2 separate regions of the Oryza sativa genome follow, and region 1 is linked to region 2. Evidence: chromatin contacts called from public HiCAR-type data. All regions are on one chromosome and are shown on one strand. The core of a region is the stretch at or near the end of the contact, and the rest is flanking DNA. Distances in the headings are between cores, read along the strand shown. Region 1 holds the start of LOC4327702 (kinesin-like protein KIN-14A). Region 2 holds the start of LOC4326367 (receptor-like protein kinase HSL1).

Region 1 (5,928 bases), core at 2,082-4,581, 150 kb after region 2:
AGGAGGCGCTCGTCAACGTCGGAGAGAAGGAAGGGGGTGGATGGATCCGTGGCCCGTGCGGGCGGGGAAGAATATACGGGGCGCCAACGCGGCGGCGGGTGGGAAATCTCGCGCGCGCTGATGCACGCAACGGCCTCGCCAGGTCGTTTTTTTACTGTACTTTTGCGTGTTCGGTTGCGAGGTCAAACGGTCAAGGCGCCACGCTGCTGCTGTTGCCTGTTGGTGGTGGTCATCTGTAGCTAGGAAACAAACGGAATCTAACAGAAATAACCTTTTCATTAGGTGTTACTAGGTCACTTATTTAAAGGCAGAAGACGTAAGTTCGAGAATTTGATTAGCAAATTTTAATATGGGCACGAATATTGTGTTGTTTTTTTTTTCGGTTTCTTATGCCGAGTATGGTGTATATATATTTTAATATGTTCAGTGCAATATTCTAATAGGATGCTCCGGTGTGAGACAAAAACCGACGCGGGCAGAAAAAACCGAACCAAATACATTGTAGAAGCCGGCTACTATGTGTCAGGCCGAAAATCGATGTCCCAAAACAAGTCAAACTCAGTTGACTAAATAAGTATTTGTCACGGAGAGAAAGAACAAGTGGCTGATAGATGGGAAAATACAGTCCAGCCACCTCTCTCGTTCCCCTCCAGTTGGATGCTGGCCTTGTCTTAACTCCAGAAGTCACCGCTAGACGTCGCCGCCATCGAGCGGGTGCAGGTGGGCGATCAAAATTTGGCATATCAAAATTTGGCTCCAAACTAAATAAACACTAAACACTATTGAAATTGCCAAATATTGGTAAGGTCAATTTAGATCTCAAACCAAATTAGCCCAAAATTTAGAGCTCTACGTGCTTTTAATCTTTTCAGCCATAGCTAGCGAAAATTTAAATTTTAAAAACTTAATTTTAGAGTTGATTTTTTTTGTTATCGTAGTTTACTTTTCAGCATTACCTTTTTAAGTTATTAGGAACACATATCCAACGTTTGGCCATCCGTCTTATTTGAAAATTTTAAAAAAAATAGTCACTCATAAATTACTATTTATATTTTATCATCTAATAATAATAAAAATACTAGTCATTTTTTTTAAATAAGGCGGACGATCAAACGTTGAACATGAAAACCCAAAACTACACTTATTTGGGATGGAGGGCGTGATATTCAGTAGAAACAATTTCTCCTAGGGGGCTGCAATATAACGGTATCCCGTTTTTCGAACGGGATGATCCCGAGTAAGTATCAGGTGTTGTCGGAGATATGGACCCGGGGGTATGTGTGTGAAGTAGAGGGGAATTACTTTCCCTCCGGCCACGTGACTCTGCAAGTTAGCCCCATTCGTGCGTCACGCGAGTCGTGAAAGCGCCGGGGGGGGGGGGGGGGGGGCGCGGGGCATGGCGTCACCCCCTCGGGCTATCCCGCGGCTTCGCCCCGAGGCCTTCACCCGGCTGCCACGCGGCGGAGGGAGAGAGCGAGAGCACAGGCTGAACAGCCATAAATGTGCGATGCCCCAACTGTCCCTCACCGCATTTAATGCGGTAAGGGCAGACGTGCGGCGCGCCTAGCTAACCTCTGTCCAACGGATGTGACCGATCTGTGACCGGCCTGACACCGTCACATCCGACGGATAGGGCAATCATGTCCTCACGTCGCTCTTGTACCCGGCGGAGTGGGGGTGGGTATGACCCGTCACGTCCGAGCGTCACTCGAGGAAGGGCTGTCACAGGTCATCGTTCATTTATGAGGGAATGACAGGGCTGTCCACCGTGTCAGGCGGGGGCCGGCACCTGGTTCCACTCGAGAACCGGTTGTTGCTTAGCTTCCGGGAGAAGGCACGATTTAAAGCCCAGGAAAAGTGGAGTGGGATCCCCCTCCGAGAGAGGGTAGGTAGAGGCGGCGCATGTGGTATCCCCTTGAGCTATAAAAGGAGGACCCTGCCCACTGAGACGGGGGGGACGCCGAGAAAACCTGAACTCCAGAAGAGAGGAAGCGAGTGCGCTTTCTAGAGTGAAGAAATCTTTGTAAAACACATCCATAATCCCAAACACAGGAGTAGGGTGTTACGCTCCATAGCGGCCCGAACCTGTATAATCCGACTGCGTGCAAGCTTGCCGGTAATCCTAGGGACGAGCGAGTGATTTCCAAGAGATGAGCCTCCGCCCCAGGCCGAACTCACAAATGGGGGGTCTCACGATTCCCCGCTATTGAGGATCTCTCCTCGACAGGTGTGATACCTATCAGGTATCAGACGATTCTACACAACAGGATGATCCCGAGTAGGTATCAGGTGTGATACCTATCAGATATCAGACGATTCTACACACGTTTCAAGTGATACCTACAAGTATCATGTGATACTTATCAGGTATCATGCGATTTTCTACCACGTATCGCGTGATACTCGCGAGGTATCATGTGAAACCTGTCAGGTATCAGATGATTTCAACCACGTATCGCGTGATACTCACGAGGTATCATGCGATACCTGTCATGTATCAGACGATTTCTACCACGTATCACATGATACTCGCGAGGTATCAGACGATTTCTATCATGTATCACGTGATACTTGCGAGGTATCGGATGATACCTACCAGGTATCAGGTGATTCCTACTAAATATGGTTGGACATCCCGTTGGGGGAGGAGCACCCCGACACGCGCGGTCGCCCCCAACAGCCGTCCCTTGTAGACGAGGACGGCGACGGCAGCGGTAGCGGGGGACGGGCGCGACGGCGGTGGGGGATGGGCGTGGCGGCGGCGGCGGCGGGGGACAACAACGGCGGCAGTGGGGGATGGGCGTAGCGGCGGCGTCGACGGGGGATGGGCGCGGCGGCAGCGGCGGCGACGGGGGACGGGCGCGGCAGCGGCGGGGGACGACGACGGCGACAAGTGAGTGTATGGATAAAAATCACGTGTGGATAGGAGCTATCCTGTTGGGGGACGGTATCCCGTCCCCTAGCATTCTCGTTTCTCCTAATATCCCAAATCAAAAGCAAAGCAAAGCAACAGTGTTCAATCGTTGCGGAGCTGCCGTCTCGTCGGCCGTCGGTCGGTATATAGAGCTGTTAAGCCGTGCCTATGCAGTCGCGACGGAGCACCTGACGCTGTCGGCCCTGCTTCGTGCAGCAGCCGATGACAACTGGGCCCCACCACCCGCGGGCCCCACGTGTAAGCGTGAGCCTCGAGCTCCCCACCCGCCGCGCCGCACCGCACGCGCACCGACCACCCACCCAGCGGGGCGAGCGTGTCCGTCCGATCCGTGTCGAGATCTCGGACCGCCTCGGAGACCGGGCCCACCCCACTACCCACCCCACATTTCGAATTCAAACCAATCCCCTTCCCCGTCTCGCTTCCCTCTCCTCCTCCTCCCAATCGAAGCTTCCAGAAGCCCCAGGGCGTCGCGAGGGCGCCGCGGCGGCGGCTCGTGGCGAACGAGGGCGGGGGTTGAGAGCGCGGGAGAGGGGGAGGCATGGCGGCGGAGCCGCGGAGGGTGTCGTTCCGCGACGGCCGCCTCGCGTCGCGGAAGGCGGAGGAGGCTGGTAAGATCTCTTCTCCCACGGGCCCGATACCGATCGAGGGGGTTCTTCGATCGGTGGATCGATCGCTCTCATGGCGTTCTCGTCGAGGGTTCCATGGTTTGCTTGCTTGCTTGCGGGTTGCTCTGCTGCTTGGGGTTTAGAGTTTAGGCGGGTTTGTGGGGGGGCAAAAGCTCTTGGTCTTTTTTTGGTGGGGGCATTTCTGCTAACTTAGGTGGAGTGCTTGCGAGAATCTCGCGCTGGGGTTCCACTTCGTGATCGTTTTTGGGCGCTTCTATGCGGAGGCCCCGAATCAATCTTACGCGATATGATGCATAGCTTTTGCTTCTATTGATTAAATCGCGATAGTCTTGCTATTATGAGAGCTAGTTCTTCTGCTTGGACCGTGGTTTCTGCAAGGAATGCGTTTAGAGAGCTAGTTCTCAGTGATTCTCCAAGCTGTCTCGTGCTGTTTCAATCCCAATGATCCGTAGATAAATTTCTATAAGCAATAGCCACATGGATCCCATCCTTGTCTCCAGAATAATATAGTACTGTAAATAATGTTAATAGAATGTAGCACGCAAAATTTCTTTGCTGTTCTAATGCTGGCTGGTTTAGTTTTCGTTAAATTCGTTGGCTGATTGTAGTTTCTTTGATTTCTGCAAGCATTGAGACGGCACCAGGCTGCAACCTGGCTTGAGAGCGTGATAGGGCCCTTCGGCCTCTCCCGGTGCCCATCGGAGCAAGAATTTGTTGCCGCTGTAAGGAATGGCATTGTCCTATGCAAGGCAATTAACAAAATACAACCAGGCGCTGTGCCAAAGGTCGTGGCTAATGCCTCCTGTGATAGCCAGCCATCGACGGCTTTCCAGTATTTTGAGAACATCCGGAACTTCTTGGTTGCTGTTCAAGAGCTGAAGCTTCCATGCTTTGAGGCCTCTGATTTGGAAAAGGTTGCTACTTAACTATGCTTAGCAATTTAATCCTGATGGTGGGATGTGTAATCACCCAGAAAATTGTGTTGCTTCTGCAGGACAATATTGATGCTGGGTCAGTAGGCAAGATTGTCGATTGTGTCATTTCCTTGAAGTCTTATCATGAGTGGAGGCAACGGGGAGGAAGTTATGGGCACCTCAAGCACTTGAAATCACCTCTTGCAACACGTTCTGCAAGTCATGTTCAGTCTGAATATGTTTGTTCCGGATCTTCTTCCACCCCAAAACGTCTAGATTTGGTAGAGACTGATACCGAGAGACAACCAAATCAAAATGTGGGTCCTAATTGTCAAGGTTTGTGATGCATTTCTCTTGGAACACATGATACAGTTTATGTATAACTTTTATTGCCTGCTTTTTTTTACATGTACATAATAACTTCTTTGCATTGATATCATCATCAACAATGTAACCAGCTATCTATTGTGCATTTTCAGAGGCAATGGAAAGACTTCAGAAGGTTATTTTGGACTGCATGATAAGTTGTAAAGAAAATTTGGACAATGATTCTCTGAAAAAGGTTATTAGTAAAAAATGATATGAGGATTCCAGTTACATGTATTGTACTGTTTAAATCATGATCCATGTTTTTGACATGTTTTGATCACTATTCCAGGATCCATATAAGTTGGTTGGAACTATTTTATCACGTCAACTGGAAAAGGAACAGGTACACTGTAATGCCATCTACTTTTTATGTTTAAAACACTACTTCATCCATGGTTTCGTTTTGCTTAGACTGTTTTTCAACATGTATAAGTTATCCTATTGGCAGCATTTATCTCCACTGTTATGTGAGTCAAATAATTTGACCTATTGAAACATGGAATATTGGTATATGATGATAACATAGGATATTTGAGAAATACAAGTTATAGCTATCCACCCGCAAAAATGGTAATGCTACACAATGATTGCAACGATGAAGCTTGATGTCGTTTGTCACCTAAAGTATAGTATTATGTCATTCTCATTGCACCTTTGCAAATAGCATCTAGTTTGGAGCAGAAATTCATGGGGGTGATTAATCATGGAACTCTTTTGAGGCATCTTCAGGCACTTTTTGGTATTAATTTGAGTACATTCTGCTTCAAACAGAAAAAAAATAAGCACATCTTTGCAGTGCTTTCAACCATCCTTGTGTCATATATGCAAGCTAAGCGATTGATCAAATGATTTTTAGCAATTTTCAGCTGTGGTCCTACCCTATTAGTTGAAGTGCTATTATTTGCAACAGAGCATTGGAAACTTTTTTTGTCAATCATAAGTCCATGTCTATTCAGATGGTTGTTGTACCAAATATTTTTCTATTCCCTAATCACCATCTCAATTAAATCTGTACCATCCTATTTGTTTCCATGCATCTTGTATTCTTCTTCATCAAGTGTACAGTTTCACATATATGTGATGT
Region 2 (6,381 bases), core at 2,506-5,005:
TAGTTGCCGGTGGTTAGCATAAATGGATATATGCTAGATGAATATTTGCTTTGCTAAGCTAATTGCTTCCAACCCAACCGATGCATGTGGAATTCAAATGACACCTCCACGAAGCTGACCGTCCACCCACCCACCAGCAGCAACATAAAAACCTGTTCTGGCACTGCTAGGTTGCTAGTTCCTCCGGTATTGTCTTTTCGAATAGCTGATTAAGCCAATACATGATGATTCTCTCTGCTACTAGCAAACAACGAGTAACAAGTAACCCACTGTACAAGTTAAATTTACCTGGAGAATCAATAAAAAAATACATACAATAAATTTTTTAAAAATATTTCCAAAAACGCATTTCAAAATAGTAAGGAAAAAAATGTTGTTTAGTTTTTTTCTTCAAAATGGCTCTCGGCACCATAGCTGAAAGCTTGCCGCAACATATTTGTTTTGTACAACAAACACTGCCACGGTATTGGTATCGTTATCGTGCTTTTTTTACGTAATGATAAAATCTGCCCTTTGCTTCAATAGGAGCTGCAACCATATAGTTATTGTTCCTGATATATGGCAAAAAGAAAAATCAGATTTGGAAATAACCATTTGTTCTTTTAAAAGAAGGCACAAAAATGTGAAAAAGAAAAAAAATACCCTTAAAGGATCGTTTTAAGTTGTTAGTTCTCGGATGTTCACGTGCTTAATTACCACTGATTTTCTAATTAATTACCACCTGCTGGGAAGGGGGGGAAAAAACTTCATGTACGTACACGCGTACCTTCGGCGAAAATCCATGTGTTATGTGCGACACAATCCTAGTTGTACAGTGACAAATATTCTCCCAAATCATCACCTGCACATTCATCCAATCTGCCAATTGGTTCCCAACTTCTGCTGTGCTACCGACCGTGGCACCGTGCCATACACACCCCATGTGATCGGAATATACGCAGACATATATCATACTGTGTACATATGTATCTACCGGCCGGCCATGTGGATTATGGGATTGCGAATGGAATTATGTGATTTAGTGCCGTGTTTTCAGTTAACACCCTGCTCTGTCACTATATTATTGCCGAATATTCTGGTTATAATTAGGATTAGGGGATTAATAATCCTGTGGCTGGCGCAGAGAGAGAGAGAGAGAGAGAAGGGTACACCTCCAACAAACGGATGATGTTAGAAAGCATGGCGGGAAGAGGCAATAATTTTTTTATTTTTTTTAGTTTTATTAATAGATCTTTCCAAAAAATATTTTTAAGTCTGAAACTTTTGGCCACGCCAGCCCGCCTGTCGTGGCCAAATAACTTTGTCACGCCACCGTGGCTGGCGTGGCAGTGGCAAAATGTTCATTTTTCAGAAATATCTATTAGTATCTACTATTATAAAAATTGAAGATGTTTTTTGCTGGTATTTTGGTACGTTATCAATGTATGAGTTGGTTTTAAGTTCGTTCGTTTTTGGAAATACATATCCGTATTTGAGTCGGTTTTTAAGTTCATTCGTTTTTGAAAATACATATCCGTACTTGAGTTGGTTTTTAAGTTTGTTCGCTTTTGAAAATACAAAAGGAATTGTATAGAAAATCGCTTTAAAAAATCTCGCATCCTAACTTGAGACGATCGAACTCCTAATTGCAGCTCATGATTTTCTATCAAAATATATATCCAAGCGAATTTAACAGTGAATTTCATCTTATCTAAACCATATAATAATGATAAGATTAAAATAGCCTTCACCTGTGCAATGCACGGGTATTTTCTTCTAGTAAAATTAAAAAAAAATCAAGAGGCAACAAGGAAGGAGGCAATTTGATTGTACAGGATGTCAATTATTCAGCCGCCCAGGAGATGAAGACAGATGTTAGAATCCATAGACTGTGGTAATGCAAAAGGTGATGTGTATGGCTGTACATACTAGTAGCAGATAGCTGACATGTTGAAATATAGTGATGTGTATGGCTGTACATAGCTGATACTCCAGCTGACATGTATAGCATTCTGCCCTAATCCCTCCGTAAAAAAAAACCAATATAGGATTAGATATGTCACATCTAGTTTCTTTTTTTTTTTTTGGACGGATAGAATACTAGTAATTGTTTGAGCCACCATTTTGAATTTTACTGCTCATTTATCTCTTTTTATTTTCCATGGAAAAAAATCGGACTACTACAAATAAAAGTATAAAGATGGAATCTCGAAACAATTTTTGATTTCTGCAGTAACTTATAAGTGACAATCACCACAACCGTATTAGTAACCGTTCCTAACATGATACTTTTACCTCGTCGACAACAAATTGGAACTATCGTACCCGGCATGTTCGGTTGCCATACTATAGTTCTATACAAGTACTGTACTAGTACAGCGCCAACTGTCCGTACACCCGCCGTGTCCGACCACCGTACAAAGTACAACGCCGATGCCCGGAGAGAAGCGATCGAGAGGAAACAAACCCACCGGGACCAACCGACCGACCAAGCAAGCAAGCGCCCAAACGGTTGGGTTGGGTTGGGGCGTTTGGGTACGTGATGCCCTGATTCCGAAGCCACCTTGCAGCAGCACGCTCCCATTGAAATCGACCGAGGATTAATTCCGTTCCGTCGAGGTGGTACGCATCAACGCATGGATAGGATGGAGATGGACCAGCCTCGCTAGCCGCATGCGCATGCAGATGCAGTGCAGTGCAGTGCAGGCCTCCTCCTCCTCAAAACATACCTTTCCTTTCCATCCGGCCGCCCACGCAAACCCTCCTCTGCACATGCGAATATGTGTGTGCACTGTACAGTTACCGGTTTTTTCTTTCTTTTTTGATGCAATTATGCAGAGGGTAGTCGTTGTTACTGCACATATTGTCGTTTTCTGTTAATTCTGGAAATGGGTAGAAGATAATGTTTCTTTTGGATACTGACGTGCAAATTGATAGCATGCATGGATAATCACTTGTGCTGATTCTCACTCCCACTTGTAACTTTGATCTTGATCGGTAGCGAAGTTTGTAAATATTACTAGACCTCTTCATATTTGAGCCATTTGATTATTCTCTTTTTTTGGAGAGGAATATTTTTATACAAGAGTAAATTTTAGAGAAGTGTAAATTTTAATGTAACCTATCGGTTTGCTATAATCACTAGAGATCCAATATGTACAATGACAACATTCGAAATTATCAAAGAAATATAATTTCGTTAGCGCCCTTATCATTATTTGATAAACCGAGCCTCATATCACACATACTTTACTAGATGTAGTGTTACAGTATGCCACGTCATCATGCTACGCTATTGTTTGTATGCGGGCACAATGTTGGATGACACAACAACATGTAAGGTTAGAAACGATATGTTTTATGTACATGCACATATTTTGTGTAATTAAAAAATACTAGTTTGTAAAATGTAAACGTGAAGGAAAACCATAGCACAAAATTATGTTTCCTAAACGTAAAAGTCAAGAGGTAAACTTGTTCAAAAACTTCCGCGACAATTCAGTACTACAGTACGATCATCCTCCACGGTTGAGTGACTTGAATCCGCGGCGGTTTGATCGCTACAGAAGCAACCGGGCCCACAACCCAGTGGCTCAACACACAGCCAAAAGCAGCCGTACCGCAACCAGAGCCCCAACACAACAGGTCAAACCTTGGTCTCCCCCATGTTTCACCGATCCCATTAATCTATTCTTCTCGTAAAAAGTAAAAAAAAAAATTGTTTCGACCCATCCACTCCCACTCTCTACTCAGCTCATCAGCTACTCTACTCTCCCACTTGCTTCCGCTGCTTCTCCTCTCCATAAGAGCACCCACCAACTCAGCCTCTCCTCCCATCGCCGCCGCCAATGCCGGCCTCCACGGCCTCGCCACCGCCGCACCTCGTCTGAACCCCCGTCTTGCTGCCGCCGGAAACCGCGTCGAGAAGTTAACCATGGGGTCTGGCTCACTCCTCCTCTCCCTCTTGCTGGTGCTCGTCGTCGTCAATGTCGGGGTGGCGGTGAACCAGGACGGGCTGTCCCTGCTCGACGCGAGGCGCGCGCTCGCCGCCCCGGATGGCGCGCTGGCGGACTGGAACGCGCGCGACGCCACGCCCTGCAGCTGGACGGGCGTCTCCTGCGACGCCGGCGTCGGCGGCGGCGCCGTGACGGGGATCTCCCTCGCGGGCCTCAACCTCACCGGGTCGTTCCCGGCGGCGTTGTGCCGCCTCCCGCGCGTCGCGAGCATCGACCTGAGCTACAACTACATCGGCCCCAACCTGAGCTCCGACGCCGTCGCGCCGTGCAAGGCGCTCCGGCGGCTCGACCTGTCGATGAACGCGCTCGTCGGCCCGCTCCCCGACGCGCTCGCGGCCCTCCCGGAGCTCGTGTACCTCAAGCTCGACAGCAACAACTTCTCCGGCCCGATACCGGAGTCGTTCGGCCGGTTCAAGAAGCTCGAGTCGCTCTCCCTCGTCTACAACCTGCTCGGCGGCGAGGTCCCGCCGTTCCTCGGCGGCGTGTCCACGCTCCGGGAGCTCAACCTGTCCTACAACCCGTTCGTGGCGGGGCCCGTGCCCGCCGAGCTCGGCAACCTCTCCGCTCTGCGCGTGCTCTGGCTCGCCGGCTGCAACCTCATCGGCGCCATCCCGGCGTCTCTCGGCAGGCTCGGCAACCTCACGGACCTCGACTTGTCGACGAACGCGCTCACCGGCTCGATACCGCCGGAGATTACGCGGCTGACGAGCGTCGTGCAGATCGAGCTGTACAACAACTCGCTCACTGGGCCGATTCCCGTGGGGTTCGGCAAGCTCGCGGAGCTCCAGGGCGTGGACCTCGCCATGAACAGGCTCAACGGCGCCATCCCGGATGACTTCTTCGAGGCGCCGAAGCTGGAGAGCGTGCACCTGTACGCCAACTCGCTGACGGGGCCCGTGCCGGAGTCGGTGGCGAAGGCGGCGTCGCTCGTCGAGCTGCGGCTGTTCGCCAACCGGCTGAACGGCACGCTGCCGGCCGACCTCGGCAAGAACAGCCCTCTGGTGTGCGTGGACATGTCCGACAACTCCATCTCCGGCGAGATCCCGCCGGCGATATGCGACCGCGGCGAGCTCGAGGAGCTTCTTATGCTCGACAATAAGCTCTCCGGTCGCATCCCCGACGGGCTCGGGCGTTGCCGGAGGCTGCGGCGGGTGCGGCTGTCGAACAACAGGCTCGACGGCGACGTGCCCGCCGCGGTCTGGGGCCTGCCGCACATGTCGCTGCTCGAGCTCAACGACAACCAGCTCACCGGAGTGATCTCTCCGGTCATCGGCGGCGCGGCCAACCTGTCCAAGCTGGTGCTGTCCAATAACCGGCTAACTGGTAGCATCCCGCCGGAAATTGGCTCGGCCTCGAAGCTGTACGAGCTCTCCGCCGACGGCAACATGCTCTCCGGCCCGCTCCCTGGGTCTCTTGGCGGCCTCGAAGAGCTCGGCCGGCTTGTTCTCCGGAACAACTCGTTGTCAGGTCAGCTGCTCCGGGGAATCAATTCTTGGAAGAAGCTTAGTGAGCTCAACCTCGCCGACAATGGCTTTACCGGAGCAATTCCAGCAGAGCTCGGCGATTTGCCGGTGCTGAACTACCTTGACCTCTCCGGCAACCGTCTCACCGGTGAGGTACCAATGCAATTGGAGAATCTGAAGCTGAACCAGTTCAATGTCTCCAATAACCAGCTCAGTGGCGCGCTTCCGCCACAGTATGCGACGGCGGCATATCGAAGCAGCTTCTTGGGCAACCCGGGGTTATGTGGAGATAATGCCGGTCTATGTGCCAATTCACAGGGAGGTCCTAGATCCCGCGCTGGCTTCGCCTGGATGATGCGCTCAATTTTCATATTTGCGGCTGTTGTTCTGGTTGCTGGAGTTGCGTGGTTCTACTGGAGGTACCGGAGCTTCAACAATTCTAAGCTAAGTGCCGACCGTTCGAAATGGTCATTGACATCATTCCACAAGCTCTCATTCAGCGAGTATGAGATCCTGGATTGTCTTGATGAGGATAATGTGATTGGTAGTGGCGCATCCGGGAAAGTGTATAAGGCAGTGCTCAGCAATGGTGAGGTGGTTGCCGTTAAGAAGCTTTGGGGGTTAAAGAAGGGGACGGATGTTGAGAACGGGGGTGAAGGATCCACAGCTGACAACAGCTTTGAGGCGGAGGTGAAGACTCTTGGCAAGATTCGCCACAAGAACATTGTCAAGCTCTGGTGTAGCTGCACGCACAATGACACCAAGTTGCTGGTGTACGAGTACATGCCCAATGGTAGCCTAGGAGATGTGCTACACAGCAGCAAGGCTGGTTTGCTGGATTGGTCGACGCGGTACAAGATTGCTCTGGATGCAGCGGAGGGGTTATCCTATCTTCACCATGACTACGTCCCTGCGATCGTCCA

What was found. HiCAR-type assays count read pairs that join an accessible place to other places.
Region 1: a contact with region 2 is called in a HiCAR-type map of leaf, with 2.3 times the contacts expected there. The contact joins the promoter of LOC4327702 here to the promoter of LOC4326367 in region 2. A contact is called at or near these places in 1 of 15 Hi-C or Micro-C datasets (an unstated tissue) and 1 of 4 datasets of contacts at active chromatin or transcription factors (leaf).

What each region holds. Positions count from the first base shown.
Region 1 is chr1:7,894,085-7,900,012 of ASM3414082v1, forward strand. It overlaps LOC4327702 (kinesin-like protein KIN-14A), which reads left to right and starts at 3,332. Exons shown (of 19, transcript NM_001409242.1): 1 at 3,332-3,543; 2 at 4,189-4,475; 3 at 4,556-4,811; 4 at 4,955-5,037; 5 at 5,134-5,187. The coding sequence starts at 3,474. It overlaps LOC4327701 (GDSL esterase/lipase At4g10955), which reads right to left and starts at 122. Exons shown (of 2, transcript XM_015774671.3): 1 at 1-122.
Region 2 is chr1:7,746,759-7,753,139 of ASM3414082v1, forward strand. It overlaps LOC4326367 (receptor-like protein kinase HSL1), which reads left to right and starts at 3,756. Exons shown (of 2, transcript XM_015763222.3): 1 at 3,756-6,381. The coding sequence starts at 3,914.